Linked DNA regions of Mus musculus: all the other regions are linked to region 1. Evidence: chromatin contacts called from public Hi-C data. All regions are on one chromosome and are shown on one strand. The core of a region is the stretch at or near the end of the contact, and the rest is flanking DNA. Distances in the headings are between cores, read along the strand shown.

Evidence for each region. A called contact is a pair of places that touch in the nucleus more often than the background predicts.
Region 2: a contact with region 1 is called in a Hi-C map of bone marrow-derived macrophages, with 3 times the contacts expected there. The contact joins two enhancer-like sites. A contact is called at or near these places in 2 of 39 promoter capture datasets (both in liver), 3 of 15 datasets of contacts at CTCF or cohesin (large pre-B cells, pro-B cells and stem cell-derived epiblast-like cells), 30 of 484 Hi-C or Micro-C datasets (B cells, bone marrow-derived dendritic cells, bone marrow-derived macrophages and 19 more), 7 of 115 datasets of contacts at active chromatin or transcription factors (Th17 cells, astrocytes, bone marrow-derived dendritic cells and 4 more) and 3 of 9 other capture datasets (adipose tissue, liver and pancreatic islet).
Region 3: a Hi-C map of double positive thymocytes shows a contact between it and region 1, with 3 times the contacts expected there. The contact joins two enhancer-like sites. A contact is called at or near these places in 2 of 15 datasets of contacts at CTCF or cohesin (large pre-B cells and pro-B cells), 5 of 484 Hi-C or Micro-C datasets (CD4 T cells, the HL-1 cell line, bone marrow-derived macrophages and 2 more) and 2 of 9 other capture datasets (liver and pancreatic islet).

Annotation. Positions count from the first base shown.
Region 1 is chr14:30,135,297-30,139,536 of GRCm38.p6, forward strand. The region is part of intron 9 of Cacna1d (calcium channel, voltage-dependent, L type, alpha 1D subunit); the gene reads right to left. Among named protein-coding and RNA genes, the nearest start is that of Gm52106, 64 kb to the left of the region's middle. Within about 2 kb of position 1,890, at least 44 of the 459 cell types and tissues checked have an H3K27ac peak or open chromatin away from gene starts, as enhancers often do. A contact at or near this core is called in bone marrow-derived macrophages, double positive thymocytes and pancreatic islet, where this site is marked.
Region 2 is chr14:30,368,797-30,373,036 of GRCm38.p6, forward strand. It overlaps a transcript of Cacna1d not described here. Among named protein-coding and RNA genes, the nearest start is that of Cacna1d, 17 kb to the left of the region's middle. Within about 2 kb of position 2,450, at least 3 of the 459 cell types and tissues checked have an H3K27ac peak or open chromatin away from gene starts, as enhancers often do. A contact at or near this core is called in bone marrow-derived macrophages, where this site is marked.
Region 3 is chr14:30,290,085-30,294,324 of GRCm38.p6, forward strand. All of the region lies in intron 3 of Cacna1d (calcium channel, voltage-dependent, L type, alpha 1D subunit), which reads right to left. Among named protein-coding and RNA genes, the nearest start is that of Cacna1d, 61 kb to the right of the region's middle. Within about 2 kb of position 1,852, at least 55 of the 459 cell types and tissues checked have an H3K27ac peak or open chromatin away from gene starts, as enhancers often do. A contact at or near this core is called in double positive thymocytes and pancreatic islet, where this site is marked.

The sequences.
Region 1 (4,240 bases), core at 640-3,139:
CTGATGCTGCTAAGCTTCCCAAGGGATGGGGGCAAGAGGTAAGGCTGGATAACGCATCAGTGGCAGGACTGTGCTCCTTCCCCAGGAACAGGGGTCTGACCCCAAGCTCTTCTGTCCTTGCATCATTTTCATGGCAAGCATGAGCAGCGTCGTGCTGTGACAACACGGCTAAACCCCAAAGTCCCAGGTGGCCCCTGAAGGCACCGCTACATGCTTGTGCTAATGCGTGTTGCTCACACAGAGCGAGGGATTTCTATGACGCAGCCACATTCACCTTGGGAAATGTGGGTCAAGGTCAGACTGAGGCCTCCAGGTCTGAATCAAGACCTGGAGTTGTGCCCAGAAAAACTACTCTCTTTGTTAGAGAAAGAGAAAGGTGGTACTGTGGGAAAGGTGGCACAGCAACCGAGGTTCCTGCCCCACCATCGCCAGCAGAGTCGGTCTGTGTTCCCAGCAATAGAACGGCCATTCCTCACTCCAGGAAGCCAGCTTCCTCAAAGAGATAAGATGGCTTCCTCTCTCTCACATCGTCAAACCACCCCAGAGGCCACGCTGCTACTGAGGTGAGTGGCCCCCAGGAGGGGTTACCTCTCTTGACAGAGGCCCCAAGGCACTCATCAGCATGTTGTAAATACTAAACCCAAGCAGGTCGGCTTCATCCTTGGCCTATATTGGTGTGCAAGCTTTACAGAGTTCTTCCTTCTCGAGCTTTTAGGGCCCTGTGAGCCAAATGCTTTCCATCTGACTATCCCCTGATGCCTTTCCTCTTCAGGCCTTCTGAGGAGGCTAGGATTCTAACACAGACAACCCCACTTAACCTCTGAGCTCAGCATTCTCACACTGCAACAAAACCATGCCGTGTATCTCTCTTCTGGGTGAGCGGCTGGCGCGCAGCTGGCTATCTGCCTCTGCAGTCCATGTCTTCTCAAAGATTTTTTCCTCTTTCTGACTGGGGTCCATCTTGGTGTCAGCACTAAGCTGTCCATGCCAAGGTATCCAAGCAAAGCGTGCACTGCCTCCCAGCTACAGCAGTGACCCACAGACAGCTGGGCAAGCTGTTCTTGGTATACACATCTCTATGTTAATGATCCTGGATGCTTTGTCAAGTGGTTGGGGACGGGGTAAGGGTGCGGTCAACAGTATTTAGGACAAAACTTTATATTTAACTTTATACTTCCCAAATAAGGCTATTCTCATTGAAGAGAACTGAGTGCCCCCAGATGGCTTTTGTTCTGTTTTTGGTTGGTTTTTTTTTTTGGGGGGGGGCTACCTCCCTTACTCTTGAAGCTGAGATTACTAGCTTTAGCATGGCCTTGGGTAAATGAGCCAGCGACGCCCAAGAAGCAATTTGAAACATGTAGCCTGGAAAAAAAAATCAGCCAAATAACATTATTGGAATTTCTAAACAGTTTAAACTTAAAAGCATCATTCAAGGAAAAGCATTTCCAAGCGTGTCTTCCAGGCTAAGAATATTCACACTGAATCAAACGAGCTCCCTCAGTTGGCTCAGAGGCTTCTTCATAGGCACAGTGCAAACGGAAAGGTGCCATCTCAGTGATGCCACACGTTTGAGGGAAAAGGCCAAAAGACCAAGCATGACCAAGCATCAGAGAAACCAAGCGATTAAAACATAGGCACTTTCCACACAGCGCATGCAGCTCACGCAATGCCTATGCACAGGGAGAGGAAACCAGAAACGTCAGGCAAGGAGCCTCCACAGAGCAAGAACACCTCAGCAAGTTACCGTGATCTTTAGCCCTGCGTTGTCGAAAGCAGCAAAACTTCCTTTTCTTCTTATCCTCTCTTAGCAGATCAGCCACCGTGACCCCTTCAGGTTGAACACAGGCAATTCCATTACCAGACAGTAGAGGGCAGCAAGAGCAATACAAACAGGGCAGCCTAGCAGGCAGGCAGGCAGGCAAGCAGGCGGGCAGAAAGGGCAGCAACAGCTGGTCCAGTGTGGAACAGCGGAGGCCTGAGGCATGTCGGCATGTCTCCAATCCACTTTTGCCACCCACTCCTCCTAGCTAGGAATCTATAGCTCAGGATCTGAAGGGTTGAGGGCATTTGTCAACCTGTCCCAGAGAACCTATTCTGAATGCGCAATCTACTATCTAGTTTGTGACACAGGTCTCCTATGTTTGTCCTTGCATCTAAGAAAGTGCTTAAGGAAAGTGCCCTTCAGGGAGTCAGAGGCTCTGGGTATGAATTGGGAGTGTGATGCCAATCAGGACTGGTCTCTGGGGCAGGGCAGGTGGCAGTGAAGAAGGTGGGCTCTGGACTCTGACAACTGTACCTCCCACTGCTGTATGAACATGGATTGGTTACCTAGTGTTGCTTACTCGTGAGATATTAGCAAGGACTGGGCCATTGCTAATGAGTTGCTGGAGAAGAAGTAAATGAGAACCAAGGTAAGAGAAGCGATGTGCTTCACTCCAGCGACACATGACCACCCATAACTGTTAGCATCCTTGTTACTAAAGCCCCTAATGGTCATCGGGTCACAAGGGAGACAGTCACAGACTCTCTGACATCTAGCAGTGCTGCATTTCTGAACTCGTGCCAAGCCATCCAGCTAACCTCTAAAGTAGAGTCTACATGTGCATGCTCAGAAATGGGAGTGCACAGGCAGTATAGGGGGCCATATTGGGGCCTGCAAAAGCATAGGAACACGGGCCTACACCTTAGTGGGACTACTGCATTTCTACAAAGGGCATGCTCTCTCCACACTGCAAGTTCCCCCTCCCCAACCTAACCCTGAAGAACATGGCACAAATGTTCCAATACCCATGAGTTGGAACATAGCCCATGAACAAAGCTGTGTGAGATCTCTGAGACCTTGTGAGAAAACTCTAAGTAACTAAGACAAGAGGTCTTATAACCTCGGTGCAACAGGATGTGGGTTGTTTTTGGAATGCGCTTATGTCCCCTTCCTGGGTGTAGTAGTGAATAGGAGTGAGCTCACTTCAGACTATTCATTACAACTGGCTATTGTTACTTGTTTACTCCTCCAAGGAAAAGCATGGTTTTGCCATGTGTGTCTTGTCCTCCTGACTGTACACTTTTCTCAGGTGACTCTTGTTAACCCCCAGAGTATAAACTGTCTGATGCTCTGAATAAAGCTGGCTATTGCATGGGACTTTACTCCACCTTGTTTTTTTAGGCCCCACTCTCCCAGGTTCACGCTGCTACCCTGAGCGCCAACAGTGGTGGGTTCCAACTCCAGTGCAGCGCTTCACGACTGCGCAGCCTCGGGAGGCTATGTAAGGCTGGCACACTCTGATTTCCTCATCCATCAAGTTCCTGTCTCATAGAGCAGTGTGAAGAATAAGAACTCATGTGCCCATAGCCCCAGGAACAGCATCTGATACACACGAAATGCCAGATAAATGCTAATTGCCGCCCCATGACCTTTGAGTAAATAAATACCAGACTGCTTAAGCTTGTGATGAAAGCCACACGGCATGTGCTGATTTAATCGTCCCAGGGGAGAGCAGGCCAGGGCAGATGACAGTGGGCACTGCATCCAACCTCTGACCCCAGGGCTGGCCCTCCCATCAGTCTCCCCAGTCATAGCACTGCCAGCTGCTCCTCCAGAGAGGGTAGGTGACCTGGACTCATATTTATCGTGAGCCACCTACCTACTGCTGCTGTTTCTTCTATGGTTTTTGGTAGAATATTTTCATTTCTAAACTTCTTTGGGATACTTTGTGATTAAAAAGCTGTCTTATAAATTAAAAGAAAAAAAAGAAATGTGATTTTCTTTTTCTTTTCTTTTCTTTTTTTTTTTTTTTTGTTTGTTTTATTTGAGATAGAATTTTACACATCCTGGAGCCTGGTCTCCAAGGGTAACCTTGAACTTTGTATCACACTGTCTCTTCTTCTCCAGTGCTGAGATTATGGCATACCATGTCCAGTTTATAAGGAGCTGGGGACCAAACACAAGGCTTTGTGCATGTCAGGCAAGCACTTTACCAACTGAGCTGCATTCCTCAAATACAGTCTTTCAAAACAAGGTCAGCAAAGCACCATGGTGTTTATTTACAAACAGCTATGCCACCTGTGACTCTCTGCTGACCCCTGAAACAAACCAATGCAGGAAACCAAACAGACAAACAAAAATCAGGTAGCACTGGCCAGGCAGGCAGCCAGGGTGACCTTCTGCACTGAGGCCCATGGTAGAAGAAGCAATGAGAGGTGGGTGGGCAGTGGCCACCACTCTGGGACCAACAAGGAAGCA
Region 2 (4,240 bases), core at 1,200-3,699, 230 kb after region 1:
TAAAGGAGTGCTCTGGAACTGTAACGCCTGCATTGGCCAAGGTTTTACAGCTAGTTGGATGGTTAAGCCAGAACTGAAGCTCATCGGCACGAATAGACCAGAGATGGCCAAGGAAAGCAGGCAGATGTGGCAGAGAATAGGGAGCTTTCGGCAGGAACCCCATCTGAAACAGGAGAAGTGGTCAATTCTAATCCCTACTGCTTCGTTCCTGGGAGGAAAAGATCCCTTGGTGGTGATGGGGCTTGGAGAGCAGGCTATGATGTAAAGACTAACTTAAAATGAAGGTTCTGCATCAGTGCAAAGACTCTCTTAGCTCATCAAAGGGAGGAGGAGGAGTGAGCATTGCGTGCTCAGCTCTGAATGGAATGTTTGGGTGTTATGTGTATTTGTATGTGTGAGCCCACATGCCACAATGTAGATGTGGAGGTCAGAGGACAACTTGAAGGGGTTGGTTCACCCCTTCCACCATTTGGGTCCCAGAGATCAAACTAAGGTCTTCAGGCTTGGCAGCAAGTACCTTTACCCACTGAGCCATGTAGCCAGCACCTAAATGAGGCATTTATATCAACCACCACTGAGGATCAGAGAACATCACAAAAGAGGGAGTGGAAAGAATTGTAAGATCCAGAGGCTAGGGAAGAATATGTGGGACACTCTTCTAAGCATAGCCTGGCCATTGTGCCCATGAGCTCCTGGAAGCTGTGGTTAAGCAGCACCAAGACCTGCACATGGTCAAGCTAGCCGATATTTCAGCATGAGTAGCAGAGGGAATAAGCAGGCATGTTCCTTAGTATAGAATTCACAATAGCAAGGGAAGGGAAGCAGCCTAGATACCCATCAACAGACGAATGGATAATGACAGTATGACGTTCATACAAAAATTTTACTCTGCCATGAGTAAACAATGGAATAATGAAATTTGTCAGAAATGGATAGATCTGAAAAGTATGAAACAGAGTGATTCAGTCTCAGAAAGACAACGTTCACACGTCCTCTCTAATTTATAGGTCCTAAATTTAATGTTCCTACGTATATAAGAAAGGGGTAAGGGAATGGGGATAAACTATGAAACCAGAGAGCAGAGCTGAGAGGGGAAGAAGAGGTACTGAGAAGGTGGGGACAGGCAAAAGTCAGATCCAGCCTGAAAGAGGAAAGGGGGTTCCAGGGTGGGTCAGAGGAGCAGAAGAAAAACATCAAAAACAATTTGGCTTGAAGAATGCAACATTGAGACCTACCTCTGTGTAAGCCAATAAATAATCATTTAAAATGTTAACGATGTCACTTTTCCTAAAGCCAAGCACAGCCTCCACTCTTCCGGTCTTGCCCACGAATGTCTGCTTGTCATTTTCCCAGTAGGAGCTACACATTACTGAGAAAACACCAACAGTGGCTACGATCCTTCAAGGAAACTGGCTAAGTAGAAGCCAAAAGGAAGACAGCAATACTGCAAGTCTTAGCCGTGAAGTCAACCCCTGCAGGAATGCTGTGTCCTCTCAGAGGTCTCTGTGCACCGGGAACTCCACGGCTTCCCAAGGCTCTATTGATGTGGCTCCTACATCACATCAGACAAGCCACCAAAGAGACCCTGGGCGGTGCACAGACTGCAAGAGACTTCATGTTTTAAAGGACACAATGAGGATTTTTCCCAATTCTCTTCCTAGAAAATTATTCTAAAAATACTAAGTGAGGCAGAGGAATCTGTCCTCCGCAGGCAGCCAGGCAGAGGCTCTCTTCCACACTGGGAAGATTTTCCCCACTTCTCTTCCTAGAAATTTTTCTAAAAATAATGTAAACATAGAACCAATCTTGGGTGGAAGAAGGCAGCCCCAGGGGGTACATCTACAATGCAATACCTGCACTTAAGGCTCTATGAACATCTCAAAAGAGAAGGCAGAGAGTTATAAGAGCCGTGGTAACAGGGATGCTGTGAGATTGTAGGGGGTGAAGGGAAATTCAGTATGATTCAGTATGGCTGCCTAAACAAGACCTGAACAGTAACAATATCAATAACATGCTAATGCAGAAGAAGGAAATCTCATAAGGTCCCACCCTGAGACAAGGGACAATAAGCCACTAATGACAGCAGAAAGAAGGAGAATTAGCCTCTCCCAGGTATAAGGAAAACCCCCTATTAGTTATCCAAAACAAAGTGGTGCGCATGAAATCACATATATATACACAAGCCATATTAAACAGACTCTGTGGTTGTGTGTGTGTGTGTGTGTGTGTGTGTGTGTGTGTGTGTGTATGATAATTTTTAAAAGGAAGTCATCAATTTGAGATGGAATGAAGGGATATGGGAAGACTTAGGCTATGGTGATTTGAATAGGCTTGACGCCCACAGATTCATATGTTTGAATGTTTGGTCATAGGAGTGGCAATAATTAGGAGACATGGCCATGTTAGAGGAAGCATGGCTCTGCTGGAGGAAGTATGTCACTGTGTAGGCAGGCTTTGAGGTCTCCTGGCTCAGGCCAGTGTGGAAGAAAGCCTCCTGCTGCTGCCTGCAGAGGACAGTCTCCCCCTAGCTGCCTTTGAATCAAGATGTAGAACTCTCAGCTTCTTCTCTTGCCGTATATGCCTGGATGGTGCCATGCTCTTGCCATGATGATAATGGTCTGAACCTCTGAAACTGTAAGCCAGCCCCAATTAAATATTTGTCTTTAAAAGAGCTGCCTTAGTCATGGTGTCTGTTCACAGCAATGAAACCCTAACTAAGACAAAAGGAAAGGAGAGAAGCAATATAATTTTTTAACGTTAGAGAAAAAAAGGAAGAAGAAAAGCACACAACTGCAAGGCAGCGGAAGGCAAGGCCTTAGTGCCTTCAAGAGATCCTGACAGGAAGCAAACCAACCCAACCTAGCTCAATGGAAAAACTACAGAGTGGCAGGCGCCAGGGCACTTGCTCCTGTTAAATCTATAGTTAAGGTTCCCCTGGAATAGCTTGGAAAATGTATTTCTCCTCCAGAGAAAAACTACAAAATCATGACAAAATGTCTAAACTGTGTAAAATAATTGGAAGTTGGTCAAAACCAGACATAAGATGAGAGACACAAGTTTTTAAAAACTGGGATCTGGGGTTGGAGAACTGGCTCCACAGTTAAGATCACTGATTGCTTTCCCAGAGGGCCATGGTTCAACTCCCATCTCCCATGTGAGTAACTCACAGTCCTCTGTAATCCTAGTTCCAGAGGATCTGAAATCATCTTTTGAACTCTGTTGGCACCAGGTATGCACATGGCACACAAACATGGTAGACAAGCTCACATGCAAGCAAAACCTTTACACAAAGAGATAGATAGACAAATAGACAGACAGACAGACAGGTTGATTTTAAAACCTAAAATGGAGTGTAGGCTAGTGGAAAGGCTGGGGAACTGCAAAAAAGATAGTAGAAAGGATCTCACAAAAAGTATTATACTAAGAAATTATCTGAATACAAGTGGTACCCAAATTCCTGGTTGACACCATACCAGGACCCCATGAAGAAAACCCCAGAACAGGCAACAGAAATGACAGCTAGGAACTGAAAGAACTTGGGGGTGGGTGGGGGGATTTCTATTGCTGCTTAGCTGGCGTGAAAATGTCTGAGTCTGAGTCAAGTTAGATACACAAACATGAAAAAACAAGAAACAATTCTTTTTGGCTAAAAGTAAGAGGTAAATAAAGGTCTTTTTCGTATAAATGAAAACCAACAGAACTCCTACCATTAAAAAGGTCAGAAGACTAAGTTTTTCAAGAAAAAGTAAAGTGTTTTAGAAACTAGACAGAAACTTGAATCTTTGGAGGTGAGCACCGGAAATGGTAAGTATGTATTCAAATGTAGACTACTATACATTTTCTTCTTCTCTTGATTGCTTTAACAAAGGCATGGCTGTCACATGCTGATGTGATAAAAACCATGTTATAGACTCTAGCCAGGGAAGCAGGTTGGCTACCTACAGCTCTTCACCTCTTCCTCCTATCCCCCAAATCCAGTCCACTGGCCTCATCCCCAGTTCTGAATCAGCTCTGGCTCCCCCTTCTTCCCCTCCACACTTCCTTTCCCCAACCCCCAACTCCAACAGGAATCCCCTGGGAACCTGAAGCCTCCCCCACCCCCGCAGCCAGGGAAGCAGCTATCCTAACTAAAGATGGTCACCTCTCCTCTAAACCCAACCCCTCCCCACCCAATACACACACACACACACACACACACACACACACACACACACACCATCTCACCCCAAACTTTGTAGCA
Region 3 (4,240 bases), core at 602-3,101, 150 kb after region 1:
TGGGAAAATTCAGAATATTCTCTCATACACCACAAAGTGCTTTGCAATAGCACTGGCCTTCAGGATGAAATTCTTAAGGGGCTGTTTCCATGTGAGATGACACAGATGCATGAGAGCCACATGGTGTAACTGTCTCCCTACACTGCAGAACCCTTTCCTATTGCTAACCCAAGGCAGCCTCCCAGACGCTTAACCAGCTTTAGTGATGCCTTCCTAGGAACAAGGCCACCCTCTGGAGCCTGAGCCGCTGCACTCTCCTGGCTGTTTTGACCTCCTGCAGCAAATGCCCACACACTGTGCTACGGGAGAAGGGGAAAGAACAACCTGACACCTGACCCTGAGACAGAAGGTGAAGAAGACGAACTATGCATCTTGGAAAAGTACTAAGGAATGGTCAGGAAATGTTTCTGCACAGTCAATCCAGTGGCCATCCTGCTGGGCACTCAAAGATGGCGGTGGGAAGAAGAGTCCCTGTGTACATCACTCACACAGGCGCTGTGGGCTGGCAAGGCCTGGCAAGCAGAGAGAATTCCCCCAAGTGTAAGGGGGAAGGGAAAAAAAAAACTATCTACTTATAGTATCAGTCACAATAAATCCAGTGACAGAAAAAGCAGTTTGCTGACTTCCAATCTCCGACTACTTTTATATATATATATATTCATATAACATGATATATGTGTATTATATACCATATTTAATATATATATGTGTGTATATATATATATATATATATACCCATGTATACTTCAGAAGGAACAGTTGTGTTTAGCTCACATATCTTTTTGTCTATGATACAATAATGCAAGTTTTAGTTTGAAATACACATATCTCTTAAGATTGAGTCAACATACTTGATTCCCTGGTCATGAGCCTAATACACACACACACACATATGTGTGTGTGTGTGTGTGTGTGTGTGTGTGTGTGTGTGTGTATGGCTAAATATTCCAGCATTTGGGAGCCTATGGATGAATGTACAAGATGTATCAAATGGACATAGTAACAAATGCCCATAGTTTCAGTGCTTAGAAAGAGGAGGAAAGATGATTGGCTATACTTGGTTACACAGTAAGTTTCAGACCAGCCTGGTTATATAGAAAGACCCTGCCTTTCACGTAGAAAAGAAAAAGTAAGAACAAAAACTATTAAGTGTTACACTGTTTTAATTGACTTGGGAAGAAAGTGGCTCTCATAACAAATTTTAATACAACTATTTCTTTTTAAGTATATGTGTGTGTGTATGTATAACATATACATATAATATTATAACATATTAGTATATATTTGTTATGTTATATACACATATATGCATCTATGTATATACACATATAAATATATACATATATATGTATGTATATATAAAATCAGAGTGGAAACGCACACCTTATATTGAGGTCTCTGCTACAACCAGTCTAAAGGCACTGGAGCATGCATCTGAGCAGGCTGCTGTCTCTAGGGACAGTGACAGTCACAACTGCAGTGGCAGCACTGCTAAGGCTTCCCACATCAGCGCATGCGTCCTGCAGGAGCTTGCTCTTCACATGCAGGAGCATGTGGCAAGTGCATAAGTCAGTTGCTGCATCCATGTAAACTGTGCCTTCTATACAACTTACTGAGGGCTGGGTCTATGTGAACAAAAGCCTCACCTAATTAGTCAGAGAAGTCAGGATTTATTCAAACCTTCACTAAAATAGCTCCACTAATTGGTAGTGAGGCCACTCTGCATCCGTGTGTCAGCTGAAGTGTCTGAAACGGCATCAGTTTAACTTTTTCTGCAGCTGAGATCACTACTCCACAGAATCTCTTGGTGTCCCTGCTCTAACACACGGGAAGACAGCCTGACTGCTATGGCAAGCAGCTGCTGACGTGGCCAGGAAGTTCTCATTAGAACCTGAGAGCAGCTGCTCTTACCCAGGTGCAGTTTCCTTCCTGGAGCCCTGGGTTCCTTAGGCCCTCGGCAGGTACCCGCACTGGGCCTCACACAAGTATAAGACACAGTTACTGATCTGAGAAAGTTTGGGTTTATGGAGACAGAAATCTCACAAGAAAGCTAGGTGCAACACATGCCTATAACCCTAGCTCTCTGAAGGCTGAGACAGAAAGATCACAAATTCCAGGCCACTCTTGTTAAGAGAAGAGACAAGGGGAAGAGAAAGGGGAATAGAAAGGGAGATGGTATGAGGGGAATGAGAGGGAGGAGTTAGAGGAGGAGGCAGAGAGGGGGGTGGGGACGGAAGAAGGAAGGAAAGGGGAAGACTACATTGTCTTACAGTTTATCATGGCAATTCTAAATTCAGAGTGGAAGATGCTTAAGAGAAGGAAGGCTCCCCTCCCTAATACCAAGAAGAAACAAAAGAAAATTCTCTGCAAAAGGAATAGGAGCAGAAGAACTCACGTCAGTGGAAGAGGGCAGTGTGCACTGTTCCTGAACCAGCTGCAAACTAAGGCAGCAGAATGGAGAGAGGACTGTGGAGAGAAGTAGTCTGCATCCTTTAAAAAGAACCTAGTACTGTTCCTTTACTAAATGGACATGCTGTCAAATTGCATTCTAAATATTTAAGTTTACGTCCACAGACCCAGGCTGCACTCAGCCACGGTGAGGGAAGCTTCGTTTTGCAGTGGGCAGGAGCCAATGGAGAGATGCATCACTGGTCACAGTGCTCAGCCCGCAAACAGGCTCTCTTTATTAACCTTACTATTATCAAGGGCCAGTCACACTACAGAAGTTGGGCAGAAAGAATAGAAGAGCCAGAGTACGTGGAGGAGTCTGTGAAATGCTGTTTTCCGGGCATGACCTGGCTGTCACAATCATGAACTCACAGCAGCTGTTGCTACTTGCATAAGACCTGTATAAAATCAAATCAGCCAAAACCCTGGCAACTGACGGGGTAGGTGATCTCTAGGCCGAGGCCCTTTCTGAAGAGGTGCCGGCCGTGGATAAAGTTGCTGAAGAAGAGAGAAACTCTTTGATTTTTCTTAGTATGTTTTTTTCAAACAGGATCTCTCTATGTAGCCTTGGCTGTCCTAGAGCTCACTATGCAGGCCAGGCTGGCCTCAAACCCTTAGAGATCTGCCTGCTTCTCTCTTGAGTGATGTGATTAAAGGATGTGCTACCACACCTGGCTCTGGAGACCCTTCTTTATTGAAGACAAAGCCACTAGTAGATTTCCCATGCTTTGGTAGATGGCCCCACACCTACACACATTTATATAGCACTAATTAAATATACTAAGTTGAAGAAGAAGAAGAAGAAGAAGAAGAAGAAGAAGAAGAGGAGGAGGAGGAGGAGGAGGAGGAGGAGGAGGAGGAGGAGGAGGAGGAGGAGGAGACATTATGTTGGAAGGAAGACATATTCTAGAGTCTATGGAGGAACCAGAAGATGAAAATGGGAGTTAGATATAGTCAGGTTTCATGATATACATGTACTAATTTGTCAAAAATAAAGAAAAAGTGAAAATGGAAACATCAGCAAAAATAAATAAAAACAAAATACTTAAAGAAAAAAGAGAGGCAGAGGATCAGAGGTGAGGAGGACACAACGTCTGTCCCCAACACCGGGACCCAGCCAGCCCCACAACACCCAGAGGAAGCTCTACTCCCAGGTGCTCCAACACACCCAGGATAATAGGATCAGAGGTGAGGAGAACACAATATCTGTCTCAACACCACCTGGAGTAACTTGGACCAGCAGGGCCCAGGCATGCAGGAACTCCGCCAGACCAGTGGCATGGATTCCTTCGGGTCTGTTCTGGCTAGCGCCCTAAGCAGACCTTGGGAGCAAACTCCGCAGCCAGCCCCACAACAACCAGAGGCAGCTCCACTCCCAGGCACTCTAACACACCCAGGATCAGAGGATCCCAGGATCCCAGGACCTTGGTCACACCAGGATCTCAAGGTCCCAAAGGCAGCTTGACTTCCAGGAGCTTGGACACACCCAGGATCTCAGGATTGAGGGATCCCAGGATCACAGAGACAGCTTGACTTGGAGTTCTGACACAACCAGGATCACAGGAAGGACAGGCTCCAGTCAGACATAGCCAGGGCAGGTAGCACTAGAGATAACCAGATGGCAGGAGGCAATCGTAAGAACATAAGCAACAGAAACCAAGGTTATTTGGCATCATCAGAACCCAATTCTCCCACCATAGCAAGTCCTGGATACTCCAACACACACCGGAAAGCAAGATTCAGATCTAAAATCACTTCTCATGATGATGATTGGGGACATTAAGAAGGACAT